Regions from separate parts of the Ovis canadensis genome. Here region 2 is linked to region 1. The links are chromatin contacts, called in public Hi-C maps. All regions are on one chromosome and are shown on one strand. Each heading gives the region's core, a stretch centred on a gene start, on an enhancer-like site or on the middle of the called end of the contact. The rest is flanking DNA. Distances are from core to core; before and after follow the strand shown.

The links. A called contact is a pair of places that touch in the nucleus more often than the background predicts.
Region 2: a contact with region 1 is called in a Hi-C map of fibroblasts, with 5 times the contacts expected there. The contact joins the enhancer-like site here to the promoter of SIK1 in region 1. A contact is called at or near these places in 2 of 2 Hi-C or Micro-C datasets (fibroblasts and lung).

Annotation. Positions count from the first base shown.
Region 1 is chr1:266,668,926-266,672,638 of ARS-UI_OviCan_v2, reverse strand. SIK1 (salt inducible kinase 1) reads left to right here and starts at 2,134. Exons shown (of 14, transcript XM_069581929.1): 1 at 2,134-2,333; 2 at 2,721-2,891; 3 at 3,350-3,466. The coding sequence starts at 2,736.
Region 2 is chr1:266,849,501-266,853,495 of ARS-UI_OviCan_v2, reverse strand. It overlaps HSF2BP (heat shock transcription factor 2 binding protein), which reads left to right. Exons shown (of 8, transcript XM_069566372.1): 4 at 2,114-2,217. Among named protein-coding and RNA genes, the nearest start is that of HSF2BP, 17 kb to the left of the region's middle. Within about 2 kb of position 1,660, the one cell type or tissue checked has open chromatin away from gene starts, as enhancers often do. A contact at or near this core is called in fibroblasts, where this site is marked.

The DNA of each region.
Region 1 (3,713 bases), core at 885-3,384:
AAACTAAAGCCACAAACTGTGCCCAGGCAGAGGGGTGATGGCACATGTTAGCCCCAGCCTGTGATTGGGCACCAGAGAAGCACATCCGATTCCATGAGACACCCTCACCGGGTAGCTGGCCGGCACCGAAACCTCCTCAAAGGGCGTCCAAGCTCTGTATCCATTTCGCTTACCTCTTGCTCCCCACCCTCTCCTCTGAAGTCATACTTGAACACAAGGAAAATGATTGCAGGCTGGGTGCTATGCTGAGTCGCTCAGTCGTGTCCGACTCTTTGTGACTCCGTGGACTGTAGCCTGCCAGGCTCCTCTGTCCATAGGATCTCCCAGGCAAGAATACTGGAGTGGGTGGCCACGCCCTTCTCCAGGGGATCTTCCTGACCCAGGGATTGAACCCAGGTCTCCTGCATTGCAGGCAGAGTCTTCTGCCTTCCTAATATTTAATAAATAGTGTTTGCCCTATGCTGTGTCTTCCCTTAGTGTCTCCTCCGCAGAGGTGTAAAGGCACGTGCATTGAGCAGTGACGCCAACGGAAATTGTCACCTGCTGCCATTTTCATGCTCTGTCCCTCCTGCCTTGACCTCTGTCCTGAGGGCACAGGTCCCTGCCCGCTCCCCCACCGAAACTCAAGGAGACAGCATGGTGGACCTGGCAGCAGACAAAAGTAACCAAGGCCAAGGGACCTGCGGTGTCCAGCCTCGCCAGGGATGAAGTCCTTGCTCTCTGTTGACCCTCCTGTAGGCCCCGTTGGAGGGGCTGTTCCTCCCACCCACACCCCTGCCCCCAAGGTACAGGGCCCTTTTGTCATCTGCATACAAAGCACCTGGTCTGAGTCAAAAGAAAGTGAAGTGTTACTCACTCCATCACATCTGACTCTTCAGGACTCCATGCACTGCAGCCTGCCAGGCCCCTCTGTCCATGGAATTCTCCAGGCAAGAATACTAGAGTGGTTGCCATTCCCTTCTCCAGGGGGTCTTCCCTACCCAGGGATCAAACCCAGGTCTCCTGCATTGCAGGTGGATTCTTTACCATCTGAGCCACCAGGGAAACTGGCCTTATTTAAGGTGCTGCTAACTGGATTTCTCAATACCCTGGTCCTTCAGGAGTGGGGTCCATTCCCACCTAGACCCCAGGTCAGCCCAGAAATCAACTCACTGGGTGTTCCTCTTCTCTCCAGCCTGCTAGGTTTCTTCAGCCTAGCAAAGGGCTGCCTCCAGTCATCAGCTGGCTTCTGACCTCAGATGGAGGCGAATGGGCCCGGTGGGCTGAACCACTCCCCTGGGGGCTCACCGCACTCTGGCAGCCCTCAGGCCCCTGGTGTAGGTTACAGAGATGCTGGCCGGTTTCCAGTGTTGACATTTCAGTACAGAGCAAGAGCAGTCGAAGTGGGACGCCCATGTCTTCCATGTCCGTACCTGCCACGCTCAGAAGGGTCCCTGGTGGGTGGCGGCTCCTCCCTGGAGCCGGGTGACCAATTTGGGGGGTGAGACCTGGCCTGCTGTTAACCTGCACCTGGTATGGCCACATTCTGCGCGTCTGTGAGGTTTCCCGGGCCCCACCTGGTAGGGTGGCTCCAAGGCCGATCACTTCCGAAAGAAACTGGGGGACACATGAAACCCACACCCCGATAATGGGGACCCGGGAGTAGGGGTCTGCAGAGGACGCAGCCGCAACCGTGCTAAATTTAAGGAGTTTCAGAACAGCGCTAGAACCAAGCCTGCTGGGAGGAGGCGAGAAGAGGGGGACCAGCGCGAAGGCGGCTGTGCGCCCGTATGAGGAAGGGCAGTCTCTCCTCGGGGACGAAACGGTTAAGCCTCCCGCAGCGCCCTAGGCATCCGGTAGGGGTCGCGCGCCGGCGGGAGCGCCCGCGCTCGCGGGCGGGCCTCAGGCGGCCGGGGCCCCTGACGTCACCGACCCACGGTCGCCATGGCGACGGCCTCATCAGCGCGCGCGTCAGAGCCGCCAGTCTCTTGGCAACCGCCCGATCTCCCGCTCTCCCTCCGCCTGGCTCTCGGCCGCGCGTCGCTCTGGCGTCAAAAGGACGTCAATAGGGATGTATCAATCCGGCGGCGGCGGCGTGGGCGGGGCCGCCGTGGGCGGGGTCGGCGGCGTGGGGGCGTGACGGGGCGGGCCCGGGAGGCAGGGGCGGGCCCGGGGGCGGGGCGGACGGCGCGTGCGGCTGGAGAGCGCGGCTCCAGGCTCAGAGCTGACATGCGGCGCGGCCCGGGCGGCAGGCGGCGGAGCAGCTGGCGGCCGGGCAGAGCGAACGGCCGAGCGGGCGGCGGGGGCCCCGGGGCGAGCGGCGTCCCAGCCTCGGCGCTCCGAGGGCGGCGGAGGTGAGGCGCGGCCCGGTGGGCCGGTGGCCGCCGCCGGGCTCGGGGCTGCGGGCTCGGCGGCCCCGCAGGTGCGCGCGCGGGGTTTTCGGGCCGGGGCGCCGCCGCCGGCTTCCCCTTTGTTGTGCGGCAGACAGCGGGGGCCATGGGAGCGAGGGTCCAGGGTTCAGGACGGAGTCGGGCGCGGGCGGCGGTCCACGCGCCCCGCGGGGCTTGGGACCCGGAGCCCAAGCGGATCCGACTGCGGGCGGCGGGCATAGGAGCAGGGCGCACGGCTCCCGGATCGGGGCTCGCGGTGGAGCAAGTCGCCGGCGGGGGCGGTTGCCGCAGGTCCGCGCGTCCGGGGGTCGGGTCTGCAGCCGCCGAGCTGAGCGCGCCCCCCGCCCGCAGGTGCGGCCCGGAACCATGGTGATCATGGCCGAGTTGAGCGCGGCCCCCGCGGGCTCGGGCCAGGGCCAGCAGAAGCCTCTCCGGGTGGGCTTCTACGACATCGAGCGGACCCTCGGCAAGGGCAATTTCGCGGTGGTGAAGCTGGCCCGGCATCGAGTCACCAAAACGCAGGTGCGTGGGGGGGGGGGGGGGGCGCGCGGAACCCCCGGGTGGACCCTCCGCGGCTGGATACCCCCTTTCCCTGGAGCCCGGGAAGCTGGTGAAATCCCTGCTTGTGGGGTCCATCGTCCCAAGGTCGAAACGTTGATAGTTTTTATCAGTTTGGTAAAGAAGAAAATGCGATATGTTATGATTATGCGTAATTTGTACAAATACTGGGGAGTAGCAAAGAGGATAATGACCAAATACCCAGGAGTACAGCTGGAGCCTGTAAAACGAGTCTGCAGAGACTTAAGACATTTATTAAACTTTGACTTTTTTGGCTACTTTTGTTATTTTCCTCCCTAAGTTTTTGTGACCTTTGGGGACATGAAGTGTTTTAGAAATTAACCTGCAAAAAACGAAGTGTGTAAATTAGCTTAAGGCAGAGAGTTTTATTTAAACAAATATCCTTTATTAATGATTTGTAGGTTGCAATAAAAATAATCGACAAAGCACGATTAGATTCAAGCAATTTGGAGAAAATCTATCGAGAGGTTCAGATCATGAAGCTTCTGAATCATCCTCACATTATAAAGCTCTATCAGGTAAGGATTCAAGTGTGTGTCCCACTGTTACTTCTGGCAAGTGTATCATTTTTTAATTTTCAACAACTTAAGTCTACAGTTTCTGAAGGTTGTGTCACTGGGTGGGAGTCAGGGAGTTGATTGTAGAAGGTAAAGAGATTGATTTTTGTGAGCTGTGCACTTATTTTTTCTTGCTTTTGGATCATAATCCAGATTTGCTTCATTAAAGTTTTATTTGATATTGTTACTTGCTCCAGTTTTGGATGCG
Region 2 (3,995 bases), core at 411-2,910, 180 kb before region 1:
ATTATCAGTACACTGGAGGATGCATGCCCGCCTGTTTTAGGGGCCAAGCTGAACAAGCGAGTTTTGTCAGGAGGTGGCGGCAGTGCTCCAGTTTGGCCACCAGGTGGCGGCCTCATCCTGAGAGCTGGGAGTGGGTGGCAACCCTGACACAGCCTTTGAATACTGTGGGGTCGAGTCGGACCGTTTAACCTCATCCTTTTGTTGTGTTAACCTACAGTAAGGTCATTAGCAGTTTTGTAGAGTGAGAGATTATGACATTATTGTAAAGAGTCTTCTGGGTGGTCTTAATTCCTCCATAGTTTTACATGTAAGACTTGTAGGAGTGTGATTTCCTATCTTCTTTACCGTGTTTGAGGTATATACAGTTTAGTAATAGAAGAAAACATTAAAAGTTAACTGCAAAGAAAAAGTTTTATGCTATTAATAATTTTATCTTAGTTAAAAAAAAATTTTTTTTTGGTCTGTGACCATTTGCAGTTCACATTTCACTCATAATTATCTATGTTTTCGTTTAACATTGTTACAAAACGCAGATCTGTAGTTTTCAAAGCATAGCACTTGATCAGTATAGTTGGTTTCTTGGGTGGCCAGGACTAGTGGGACAAAATAAAGATTTCCAGTGTAAGTCATACTGGGTGTGATACATCCTAAAAGGGCAGAAAAGAGAACTGATGTGAAGGAGAAGAAGGGGTCCTATGCTGCTTCACCCGTTTCCAAGGAACTCATTTTAAGAGAAGCTTTGCCTGCGGATTCACAATCATTAACTGAATATCTAGCTTTAGGTTTTAATCTCCTGCTCTAGCAAAGGATCTCTGGAAAATGTAATGAAAGTGTCAGTTGCTCAGTCGTGTCTGACTCTGTGACCCCATGACTCTGTGACTGGAAATGGCAACCTACTCCAGTATTCTTACTTGGAGAATTCCATGGACAGCAGAGCCTGGTGGGCTACAGTCCATGGGGTCGCAAAGAGTCAGACACAACTGAGCGATTTCCACTCCCAGGGGATTCTGATGTGCTGTAAAGTCTGAGAATCAATGTCCCGAAGTGTTCCTACTTCAGTGAGTTACACCAGTAGCTCTGAGCACAGGTCCACTCAGGTCTTGGTATATGTTAGCTTTGAAACGTGATATCTTAGTCTTTGGGATCAAGGCACTTAAAGCTTTTTTTGTTTTTTAAATGGGAAACGCTTTAATAAGAGACTGTTTTCATAGGCAACCAATTAGCAGACTAATAAGCCATTTAAATTTCTTTACTTAAAACCAGTATTCAAGAAAGGTGAACCCCAAATGCAGCCTCTTACTGCTGACCAGACTATGCACAGATGTCAGTGGGTGTGCCATGAACATGCTGTGTGCCACTGAGGGGGGCCCCCCACCCCCAGCCCTGGGCCCTGGCAAACAGAGAGCAGTGATTGTTCACCGGAGGCACTGAGTTACCTTTTTTCTTGGCTTTCTGAATGTCAGTGTTTCTGTAGCATACTATTTTTTATTTAAACTTGATTATCTGGTTGATTTCAGATTCATGAACATGGATGTCTTTTGGGAATTTTGTTGGCCATGTGACTCATTATCTGGGCGAGTACGGTGGCGAGGAAGCGTGCCCTCCTCTCCGCCTCTCACTGTGGCCTTTTCTCTTCTCATCTCTGTGGCTGTTGCCTCACTGCTCCATTGACAACGGCGGCAGCTGTTGTCGTGGAGCCAGTCTGCCAGCGGGTGAGACGAGTGTGTGAATCAGCCCGGCTGGCACCATCTCCTTGCTGAACTGCCTTCTGCTTTTTATGGAGCACATAGGAGTGTGTGCCACGAGACGGTTGGGCTGCCCAGCCCTGCCTGCACTCCTTTAAACAACACTCTTTCCTAGAACCTTCAGTGTAAGTCTGGTGGTGAAACGAAGTCTTAAAAAAAAGCAGAAAACAAAGAAGGTACTTTCTGCTATGGGCAAAAAGGTGACAAAAACTTAAAAAGCAGGATGTTAGAATGTTGGTTATCCCAGCACTGGTTATGTGAGAAATCCTACCTAAGAAATCAGGCTTTCCTGAGAGAAAATGAAGCAAAATGCATGGTCAGGAGAGATCAGTGACTTGAAATACTGAGTATTCTTGTGTCTCTTGTAGACCTGGAGAGGAAGGAGCAGGAGTTAGAGCAACTGAGGATGGACTGTGAGCACTTCAGAGCCCGCCTGGAGTCTGTGCAAGCAGACAGCGTGAGGGAGAAGAAGGTACGATGCTCACCAGGCCACGGGAACCGCCCGCGCCATGTTTGTGGCCGCAGTCTAGCCCTTATGCCTCAAGACACTATTTTTAAATGTATTTATTCTGAATGGGTTGGAAAACAGTTGATCATTTGGATTTGACAACCATTTAACATGGAGGCTGTTTACTTGGTGCCTTTTGATAGTCACTTACTGTTAATTTCTGTGTTAAAAGACCAATCCATGGCATTAAAATTCATAATATAATAATCCTGAAAAAATCGTGTAGTAATCATTTGTAATTAGAGTTAGATATATAAATAGAAACATGTGTAATTAGGAGGTCACTTCTGATATTTTGGAAATAACCAATTGCATTTCATTTTACTATTTGGGGAGACATAACATTTCTTAAAAACTATACATTTTCTTTTCATGGAATAAGTTATTTCCTCTTCTATAAAGCTAGAGCTGTTTGGCTACTTCTGCTGGAATTTGGGGCTTGATTGTGTCTTTATTTTTGGACAGTACAATAGAAACTGGTGACAGCATCCAGGGCATGTTGTTGCCTGTGTGCTGGGAGGTGTTCGTGACTGTCGTGCCGCTCACTGGTTTCTGCAGCACAGCTGGGTCAGCAAGTGCTGTGAACCTGGAGAGATGCTGGGAGCCTGGCTAGGTCCCACCGCCTGTGTGCTCAGCTCTGTTTCACGCCTCCTCCTTGAGTTCTGAGTGTTTGTGGCTAAAGTGGAGGGTTCCCCAAACTGGTGGATTTTGTATAGACTTCATTTTTTCCCCACAGCGCTTGATTATTTATCAAGAATAACTGTTCCTTAGCCCAGATATACATAATTTCATAGTTAAGGAATACAGGTAAGTGACAAACTTGCGTGGAACTCAACCCAGAGACATTCCTTACATTCCAGAATCACATTGCACTCTGAAAGATAGCAGCCTTCCTCCTTGCTGCAAAGTCTTTTATGGAATGTCTGTAGAAATTTCTGCATATGCCTTCTTTTGTGATTCAGCCAAAGCAAGCTTACAGAAAGCTGCAACTCCCAGGGGTACAGCAAGCGCTCCAACAATGTGAGATCGCAGACGCTTGGCCAGAGGACCATGCGTCTGAAGTTTCGTCAAAGAACTGGGAGCCCTGGGAGCTTTTCTCCTTGACTGCTCAATGATGACGTCCTTCCAGACTGATAGACTCTAATATCAAGTAGGTAGGGAAGATCAGGGAAGAGTTTCAGTCTCAGAACTGTTAGGGTGTGTGTCACTTATTGAAAGCTGACATTGTAGCTCAGTCATACTCAGTTTAGATCATGATAGACCAAGATGGGTGCATGATTAATTTGTCTGGACCTAAAGTTTCATTGTCCAAAAGAAGTTGACCTGCAGGCAAGAAGGAATTGGATAAATGTGAACAATGCAATCCCCTGATTCAGTACTCCTTAAAATGCCGGGACATCTTGGCTAAGGCTGAAGCTTAAATTGGGCAGAATCTTAGATTTTTTTATTTCTTAAATTGATAAGCATAGGAAAAAATGCATATTTTGTTGGCATTTTAGATGTTATGCTAAAAATAAGCCACCCTGGGAAAGTGCCAGAATAAAGGGCAAACAGCTGCAGTGAAGTAGCGTCAGGTCACAGCATGGTTCTGCCCAGACACTTTGACCTTAGTTAAAAGGTGGGCGTATTTTAGGTTAGACTATTTCCAGTTAAGTTTCCTGTTTAATAGTCCCTCCTGTTTAACATGGGTGGGAGGCCCTGCGAGTTCTGTGACAGGGCTTGTCTCTTCCTGCTGTAGGGAG